2 separate regions of the Triticum aestivum genome follow, and region 1 is linked to region 2. The links are chromatin contacts, called in public Hi-C maps. All regions are on one chromosome and are shown on one strand. Each heading gives the region's core, a stretch centred on a gene start, on an enhancer-like site or on the middle of the called end of the contact. The rest is flanking DNA. Distances are from core to core; before and after follow the strand shown.

The links. Hi-C and Micro-C count contacts between places; a contact is called where the count stands out from the background.
Region 1: a contact with region 2 is called in a Hi-C map of leaf, with 8 times the contacts expected there. The contact joins the promoter of LOC123123437 here to the promoter of LOC123125943 in region 2. A contact is called at or near these places in 3 of 5 Hi-C or Micro-C datasets (all in leaf).

Annotation. Positions count from the first base shown.
Region 1 is chr5D:523,303,714-523,308,879 of IWGSC CS RefSeq v2.1, reverse strand. LOC123123437 (B2 protein) reads left to right here and starts at 1,706. Exons shown (of 4, transcript XM_044543939.1): 1 at 1,706-2,532; 2 at 2,680-2,780; 3 at 2,872-2,955; 4 at 3,702-4,208. The coding sequence starts at 1,812. The coding sequence ends at 3,854.
Region 2 is chr5D:523,064,164-523,068,846 of IWGSC CS RefSeq v2.1, reverse strand. LOC123125943 reads left to right here and starts at 2,928. Exons shown (of 1, transcript XM_044546382.1): 1 at 2,928-3,633. The coding sequence starts at 3,045. The coding sequence ends at 3,449.

The sequences.
Region 1 (5,166 bases), core at 457-2,956, 240 kb before region 2:
GCGTGCTAGCTGCACATTCGTTATTTGAACAAATGATGGGCATGAAAAAGCTTGATAATAAGCATATAAAGTGAATTGCTTTCTAATATTCAGGACCGGTATTGAGAGCAGCTCCCATTGACTCGGAAGAGTTCAGGGCTAAAATCCGAGGTCGTTATTGTTCATCATACAGTTCAGTAGAAAATCAGAAAAAGTCTAGAGCCAATGTGATGCTATTTGTAATTTGTGATGTCTAGCGACATCACAAAAATGAGTTAGCTACACAAATAAGCATTTGTTTCAGGTTTTTTTATCATTCATGTCACTAGTTGTGTCCCACTACTCAATTTTACCATTAGAAGTTACATCTGTTAAAAAATGCCATCGTTTGATGAGATGCTTACTCAAAAACGCCGTCATTCCGTTAGATGTTTGCCCAAAAGTGTCATCAGACATCGTTATTTTTAGACAAAAATACCCCTAAACCCACATGTCAGTTCTCTCCATCTCACAATGCTAAGTGTGGGCCCCACTTGTAAAGAGTAAGCAAACGAAAAAAATACAGGAAAATAAGAACGCTGTTGGGATCAAGTGGAACCCACATTTTATTGCAGTGAGATAGAAGGAGAGCTGACATGTTGGTCTATAGGTATTTATGTCACTATAACATGACAAACGAAATTTGAGCTGACAGTAATGGTGTCCAGTGGCATTTTTTAGCTGGCGCCTAACGAAGCGATGACATTTTTAAGCAGTTAAAATTCCTATTGGCAAAACTAAGTAATGGGACACAACTAGTGGCAACGAGGCATAAACGATAAAACTACAGTTTATCTCTACAGACACACACACACACACACACACACAACATACAAATGTTTCCTACCACACCCAGGGGAGTTACCATCGTATGAGCTTTGTGTGTTATCACTAAGGGCCTCTTTGATTCGTAGGATTTTAAAAACGTAGGAATAGATAAAGTATAGGATTGGAGTGGCATGCCCACTTGAATCCTATAGAAATAGCAATGAGTGTTTGATGGCACAGGAAAAATAAAGGAATTGTTAAAAAAGGTTGGAGTGGATGTTAGATTCCCATGAAATGTAGTACAAAAGATTTCATAGAAAAAAATTCCTATGGGATTCAGTCATGTGAATCAAAGGACCAACCCCCCGCAAAAACAAAAAAATCAAAGGACCAACATATGAAAAAAGTTGTAAGGATTTTAATTCTTCAGAAATTCTATAAAATTCCTTTGAATCAAAGGAGCCCTAAGTTTTGAGTCTAGCGCTGAAGCAGTGAGAAATTTGGTGGGAAAAGTTGGCACGAGTAGAAGCAAAGCTATCCCATGTTCTAGAAGATAACCCGGATTCAAAAAAGAAAGGAAAGTTAACTGGAGCAGCGAGTCAAAAAAAGCCGCGTGGGCGGGCCGGGGCCTCCACGTCTCCTCCCATCCCACCGAAACATTGAATCCCCGTCGCCCTCATCGCGGCCCCGATGGGATGAATCGCCGGACGCGGTTTGCGCGCCTTCCGCGAAGCTTCCCCCGACGACACGGCCACGTCCGAGTGCCTGCGTGACCCACCGGACACGGCGACAATTGACAACATCACAGGAGAGCAGACGACTAGGTCCAGTCGAAGCTACTTCCAGTGGAAGCAATCCAACTTGATCGGCCACCCCACCAACCAACCAGATCGCACCCAGCACCGCCAGTCTCCCGCGGCCGATAAAAGTAGCCCCTCCGCCCCGCCCACGGCCTCCATTTTCCTTTCCATCCCGCAACCCACGCAGCTCGACTCGCAGCAGCAGCAGCCGGCGGAGATCGTATCATGGCGATGGAGGGCTACGACCGCGAGTTCTGGCAGTTCGGCGACCAGCTGCGGCTCCAGACGGCCAGCTTCTCCGGCCTCTCCCTCGGCGACTCCATCTGGTCCCCCGCCGACGCCGCCCCCCGCGCCCGCAACGCCGACCTCTTCTCCCCCTCCCCGGCGCCCGACAACAACAACGCCGCCAAGATGAACGGCAACGGCCTCAACGGGCCCGGCCTCATCGGGTCCGGCAAGCTCGCCTTCGGCGCCACCACCACCAGCAAGGCCGACCGCTACAACAACGTCAGCCTCCCCGCCGCCGCCGACGCCAACGCCAAGCCCTACGGCAACGCCAACGGCCTATACGGTGCCAAGCCCAACAACGCCACCAACAACGGCTTCGGGCTCAACAAGATGGCTGCCGGCGGCGGGGGCTACGGCAACTTCAACGGCGGCAACGACGGGGTGAAGAGCTACTTCAACAAGTCCATCGGCAGGCCGGCCAGCAACAACAGCAGCAACAACAACTTCAGCGGCTACGGCGGCAAGAAGGGCGCTGCCGACGGCAAGAAGAAGCACGCCAAGAACGAGCGAGGGGACAACAACCATGGCGCGGCCTCGGAGAAGCGGTTCAAGACGCTGCCGGCGTCCGAGGCGCTGCCCCGGAACGAGCCCATCGGCGGCTACATCTTCGTCTGCAACAACGACACCATGGAGGAGAACCTCAAGAGGCAGCTCTTCGGTATGCAAGATTTTTCTCTTTAATTTTTCTTTTAACTTCTGATTAAATTAGTTATACCTGATCCTCAGGAGAAAATCAAGTCATCTCTTAAACTAATTTAATCAGCTCAGATCTAGTGACGAACGGTTTGGTTGCTTTGATTTGCAGGGTTGCCATCCAGATACAGAGATTCAGTGAGGGCGATCAGGCCGGGGCTGCCCCTCTTCCTCTACAACTACTCCACCCATCAGCTCCACGGCATCTTCGAGGTAAAATTAATCAGAATGATCAAATTAATTTGCTCTCTTGTTTGCAATTTGATGACAAATAAGTTTTGAATTGACTGAATCGCATGCACAGGCTGCGAGCTTTGGCGGAGCGAACATCGACCCGGCGGCGTGGGAGGACAAGAAGTGCAACGGCGAGTCTCGCTTCCCTGCACAGGTTTGTACCTTCACCTTCACTCGCCATGGCAGAGCGCTGCTAAGCTACTTATTAAGTTGATATCAATATAATTCTACGAACACAAGTTAGCTAGAGATATCTACTACTGGCGAGCCAATTGCAAGGCTAGCTTGAACCGGAAGGAGATCAGATCAGATCAGATCAATGACGAGTAAAAGCAAGCAATCAATTAGTTTATATTTATTGAACGGATGGATGTTGTTGTCTTGTTTAGTTGGAACCTAGTAGATCGTGGGCATAACTTTTTGCTAGTGACTGTCCAACAACCTCACCTCAGATTAGGCTGGCCGGTCAATCCTAGGCCAACCACCTGTTCTTCTAGAACAAGCACACTTGTCAACGCACGCTCGGTCGGTTCTTCTAGAGGGTGACTCAAACAAGATCACTTTTTTTAATGGGCTCAAACATGATTACTTTTTCGCTTTAGGGACCCAAACAAGATCACTAGCTTAAAGTATCTGAAGTTACAATGCACATCTAAGTGACTCAGTTAAACTAGGAAGAAAAAGAAAAAGAAAAAGGAAATGTTTGCACGATTCTTCACGTAAAATCAATGACATATGACTTAGATGTACAATACTTAATGCCTTAAATTAACAACACCGAATCTTCTACTGGTCTTTTGCATCTAAACAAATTTAGGGATGAACAATCCTAACTTGGAGTACTGTACTTAATCTTTCTGTATGTCTTGCTAATTAATTTGCGACGGTCGATGAATTCAGGTGCGGGTGGCTACAAGGAAGATCTGCGACCCGCTGGAGGAGGACGCCTTCCGCCCGATCCTGCACCACTACGACGGGCCCAAGTTCCGGCTGGAGCTCAGCATCACCGAGGCTCTCTCCCTTCTCGATATATTTGAAGACAAGGACGATTGAGGCTGCCTACTGCTGCATGCTCAATGCTGATCAGGGAGGGACTGTTGAGGAAGGAACAGCGCAATAAGATCGATCGGAGCATATATACATACATACGATTAATATCATTATCAATTAATGCAATGGTGATATATACGTGAGTTTTATGTATTGGGTTTTCCATCTCGCGGGCTATGAATTATGCGCCCCCCGTTGTCGTATCATGCGTGGTGATGGCTGCACAAGATGAGCCCTCGTGAACATTACTAATCTATTGTCACGGCTATGTATGTATGTATGTATGTATAATACTGAGACTTTAAGATGTTTCTCCTGTTGTGTACCTTAGCAGAATAAATCATCCTTTTTACTGAATTTGTTGATAGATTGGAAATTTCGAAAACCGAGCAATGCTTGGTGAGCTAGTGTGGTGCATCTGCACCTCGCCCGCCGGGTTCAAGGCGCGTCCAATAGAGCGCGCACAGGGAACCGTGACTGGGCTGGCCTGATGACAGGAGCCGAAGCACATCGCGTAAAAATCCAATATGGAGTGCCCTGGTGAGGAGTCGAGCTCGTGACCTCCCCGTCTGAATATACATGCTGCTAATCACTCGAACAGTTGGTTGTCAAGCAGTCGAACTCACGGCCTCCCACTTGGAACATTTGACGCTAACCACTGGAGCAGTTTGCTGGCGGCGACAGATGGGTAGCACGAGTGTTTAAGAACTTCCTACACGAAGGGATTTGAAACAATTTTTGGATTTTTTCGAACATTTCTTGAAATTTGTGAACATTTTAAAATGGCAAATGTTTTTGAAAATACATTTTTTTAATTCCAAAGAGTTTTTTTTAAAAGGTGAACATTTATTATAATTCAATTTTTTAGAAAAACACGAACAATTTTAAAAAGGTGAACAATTTTTGTAATCCTGAACATTTTGAAATCTTTGAACAATTTTGAAAACAAGAACATTTTCGAAACTCCATTCAAAATTTGAATGCATGAACCTTTTTTGAAATCCACAAACAGAATTTTTTAAAATTCTGAATAAAATTCGAGAACTCAAACTTCTTTCAAAATAATCTATGAATACTTTTTAATAAAAACTCATGAACATTTTTTGAAAAATGTGAGAAATTTAGAAAATAAATAAATAAAAAATAAGCCGAAACAAAAAAGAAAAGAAAACCATAAAACCACAGAAAAGGAACTACATAGAGAAAAAGACGGTTCAGGGAAACCTTCTAGAAGGTTCCCAAGACCGGTTGGCCGCACTCTGTAAAGTGGGTCGGCCCATATCGTGTGGATCAAATCCCTACTCTATGCAAATCG
Region 2 (4,683 bases), core at 1,679-4,178:
GTTCGCTCAGTCTGCGTGGTCGAAGAAGGGAAACAAAATGGGTCGAGCGCAAGTGGAGGAGGGGTGTGCGTGGTTTACAGTTTGCACTGTAACCGGTGACTGAAGCGCCGAATAGGGAATGCCCTGGCGTATGACCATAGGATGTTAAGAGGGGAGTTTCTTGGGCCAAATCCATCACATGAGGTGTCCTGGCAAAGTAATTGTAGCCCATAGGTCCATGAAACGTGGGATGTTGATCTCAACTCAATGCAATGGCTAACATGCGTCCTTGAGAAATGAGAGATAAAGAAGAAGAAAACCTAGCAGGTCACACCTTAGGTGGGACCATCATTGTGAGAGGGGGAACAACACAAAAGAACACCACAACCCAATAGAAAGAGAAGAAGAAGAAAGATAAATGAATATGTCCACATTTGGTAGCTTTGGACCGACTGTTTTCAAGCTGGTGATTAGAGGGTCAAAGGTGGTTGGTTCCAAACTTGGTGAGCTCGTCCTACAATTATAATGTTTGCTCGGATCTGGTTGGCTTGTTTGAGCTTTGGTTATTCGGAACATCAAATTTGAGAGGGAGTTTGTCAGTTCGAGCCGCTATAGTTTCCGCACGAAGCGATTTTGGTAGAAGCTGGTTTTGGTAGTAAAACGGCTTCCGATAAGGTGAAATTTTGAAAGTTTGCTGAGAACTTGTGGATCTGCTAGCCTACCAATTTTTTGCTGTTTGGATTTGTGGTTTGTGAGATAAAATGATTACCGAACGAGACACAAACCGTGTCATTTTTGACTAACTGCTTATCATGCCTCTTATTAGTTGGTATGGTCATTGTTCTGTCAAGCTAGCAGATTGTTGAAAGAGTTGTGGTTGTTGTTGTTTTCTGGATATGAAGTGGACAAGTTGGCCTTGAGGTTTTTACACCTCATCTCTCTCAAGGAAATTTTTCTACATAAATCACATGTGCATGTTATTTTGTGTTTTAGTTGCTTATTTGTTGGTTAAAGCTCTCTTTTAAAATTTTACTACAAATTGAGGGGGTTGTGTTGTGCATATCTGTTTTTGGATGGAATGGTGCATCACGCTCTTAATGTTTTTTTTCAAAAAGAAGGATAACTCCTGGCCTCTGCAACTAGCGATGCACACAACCATCTTTATTATATTTTTCAACAAAGTCTTACAAAATAAATACATGAATCGGCTCAAAGTCACCTTCCTGACAAAAATTGTCGCCCTACCAACAAGGTTGATGATGAGTTCAGACTTCTTGTTGACACACACACACCATGAAAACCGGTGGCCTCACCAGGCCGCCCGCCGAGTAGCTAGGAGAACCAAGCGATGTGCATGCTCTAGAATCTGTCGTTGTCCCATCTTCAGGCGTGATCGGTGCATTAATTTGCCAGACCCTTTTGTCGTCGATGCCACCACGGCGCCAGACCGTGTCACCCTCATGCGCGCGCCCATAAAACGGTGTCCAACGCCGAGACTGCGCTGCACCATGCCGCCTAGACTCGCCGTCGTTTAATTATTCCATGGTTTAGTTTTTGGAGATTTTTACATTCAAGTAAAGGCCCCGATTTGTTGGGTGTTGATTCATGGTTTGGAGTTGGAGGTTCCTTGATTAACTTAACCATTACTTGTAGCAATCAATCAATCAATCAAATATACTAGGTTAGATAACCTAACCTGTTGTGTCATTGACTAACAAGTAACACTGTGAGAGAGGTAGTCAAGCGCGCGAGAAAACGGTACTCCTCTTGCCATTTTGAGCAGGAATAATTCATGGCATGGGCAGCAAGATCAGCGTCAGACAAAACTTCAGGCGACTACATTGCTGATACGTACAAAGCTTCAGGCGATTATTGTTATTGTTGTCGTTGTCTAGAGATTCTAGAGATTGTACCCATTACTTTGTTATAGTGGAAGAAGTGGAATGGTTGATCCGTTGGTTTTTTACTCCTCGTCTCAAGGCTCTCTAACATAAATCGCATGTGTGCATGTTATTTTATTATCCCACTGTTTTCTTGTTGATTGAAGCTCTACATGAAGTTCATTACAATTTGGTAGTGGTTGTGGTGTGCACATTTATCATGTCCTGGTGCATCTTATTGTTGTTGTGCAGCCCCAACAATCTTAGAAATATTTCAGAATTACAGTCAGACAAAAGGTGTTTAGTTGGTTCATGATTGTCAATCGAAGCAATATTTTACATTGTCTTTTTATGTTCTTATTAACAAGAAGTGTGCTAGAATGCTTGTTTGTTTGATAGCTAAAATATGCCATGTTTTATTTGCTATGAGCTGTTGGAAAGTCAAACAACACGAATCTATTTATGTTCCAGAATCCCTGTCGAAACGAGATGAGATAATTAGGCACATATATTGTAATTAGTTTTGGAGATCTTGACATTCAAGTAAAGGTTAGCTAACCTAACCTGCTGCAGCATTGACTAACAAGTAGTAACAACTGGAGGGAGGTGGTCACGTCTCAAGTGCACTAGAGACGGTACCTCTCTTCCACTTGGATCAGAACGATTCATGGCACGGGCAGCAAGTTCAGCATCAGACAAAAGCTTCGGGCGAGCTACTAGGTACAAATTCCTGCTCTTTACGACTTGGTCCGGCCGGGTGGCTTTCACTTGGTCAGTTGGGCGATTGATTCACCTGTCTCTTTTCAATCCATTTAATTTGCTGTGCTTTAGGTGAGGTGCATTGTCAGAAAGTAAGTGGTACAGTAGTACTACACAGAAGTGAACTGGAGAAATAAATCGTGATGGTTAAGCAGTAAAGCTTCAAGAAACAAATTAAGCATGACCAATCTGACGGTGCAGCGTCAGCTGGTCATTATTAGTGGATGCAGGCTTGTGGTCAGTCGTCAATAAAACCGAGGCTTGCAAATCACACTCTCGTAGTACCGCACTCCATTATTAAACCCAAGCTCTCCGATCCATTGTTGTACCGCTGGGTCCTTCCAGCAGCTCCAGTCCAGAGCAAAGCCAAAGCCACGCTACGTACTATAAAACGCCACGGGACAGGCCCTCTGCAGCAGAGCAGGGATGGGCTCGAAGCAGCAGCCCGCGCTCCGGCCGACCGCCACCGAGAGAGGCTGCGGCGGCTACGGCAGGGCGGCGTCGCTGAGTGAGCGGTCGAGCCTCACGAACGCGTCCTTCAGGGTGTACTACAGCCTGCGCGCCGGCGCCGTGCCGTTCCTCTGGGAGTCCGCGCCCGGCACGCCAAAGAGGGACGCGGACGCCGTCTCCCCGGAGTCGCCCATCTCCACCACCACATCGAGCGGTGGGGCGGCGATGCTGCTTCCGCCCCTCTCGCCGCCGCCGTCATACCACTCGCGGTTCCAGCGGAAGGGGAGGAGGTCGTCGTGGACGGCGGCGGCGGGTGGCATCGTGAGGGCGCTGCTCGGCGTGCTTGGGCTCAGGAAAAGCCACCGCCGGCGTCCCGCCTAGTCGTCGTGTCTTTTTAAACTGCCGACGTTGCAACTTGTGTGTTTGTACTAGTAGGTACATGCTGGCGTCATCGTTAAACAACACGAGCGATTAATTATGGACACCACGTGGATCACTTTTGCTATGTTCTTCTTTAAAAACAATTGACTTCTGCTTTACATTCTATCCTTATGCAAGTTGTCCGTGTCGTCTCTAGCTGTTTCTCAATAATTCAAAAGTGTTTGTCTCGGCTCGATGTCGATCTCACCTGAGCTCAAGTGAACAGTAAAATTGAAAAAAAAATCTGAATTTATTTTGTACTAGTATAAACATCGACAAATGTTTTCATTGCTTGCAAAGTTTCATCACGAAATGACATTCGTGGAAGACATGGCAAAAAGATGATGCTTCAAAATGCTTTTGAAAATAAAACTTTTGGAGCATTGATTTCTTTTGCCATGTTTTTCATGAATGACATGCGATGTTCAAACTTTGCAAGCTATCAAAGCATTTGTCAGTGTTTCCTAAAAGAATGAGATTTTTAATTTGTTTTTTTATTTTACAGCTCCATGTTCCATGTGCAATAGGGTACTATTGGACTACTCCAATATCAATTTTTATTAGTGGAGAGGTGTTTTCGAAACACAAGGCAAAAGTTTCGCCCCTTTCATTAATTAGAAGATGGTTGTTGCCTAGTTAATCACGGGAAACTGGGCAAAAACTGATACAAACAGAGCCATGTCCACTCGAACAACGACATTACAAGCCCACAACCACTCTCGGCGACGGCTTGACAAACATCACATCAACACAACAACCAAAGTCATACAAGTCAACTGTGACCCGCTCTGCCGAACTAGCCAGCATCCAACCACATTGCCGAGAAGAAGTTGCGACTGCTATAGGAGGAGCAGACCCAGGACCCTCCCACAATGATGAAGATGCTTGCACTCCACTGGACCCGTGCTCAATGTGACCCACGGTACACCAACGACCAACCTCAAGAGCAACCTCGCAACCCATGCGACACGAGGTCAACGCATTCAAAGTTGTCGAACTGTCTGGACAGCCGCCCCGACTTCCATCCACTCCTGCGTGCCCTATGTGGTCCACGAGCACAACCTTCCGGGGTCGCCGCCCCGACATAACACCACTCGCACTCGAGCTGCAACGCTGCATGACAGAAACTACCCGCAGACGAAGTTGCACAACAGATCTCCAATACACTTTGGTCTCATAGACTTACTAAGCATTG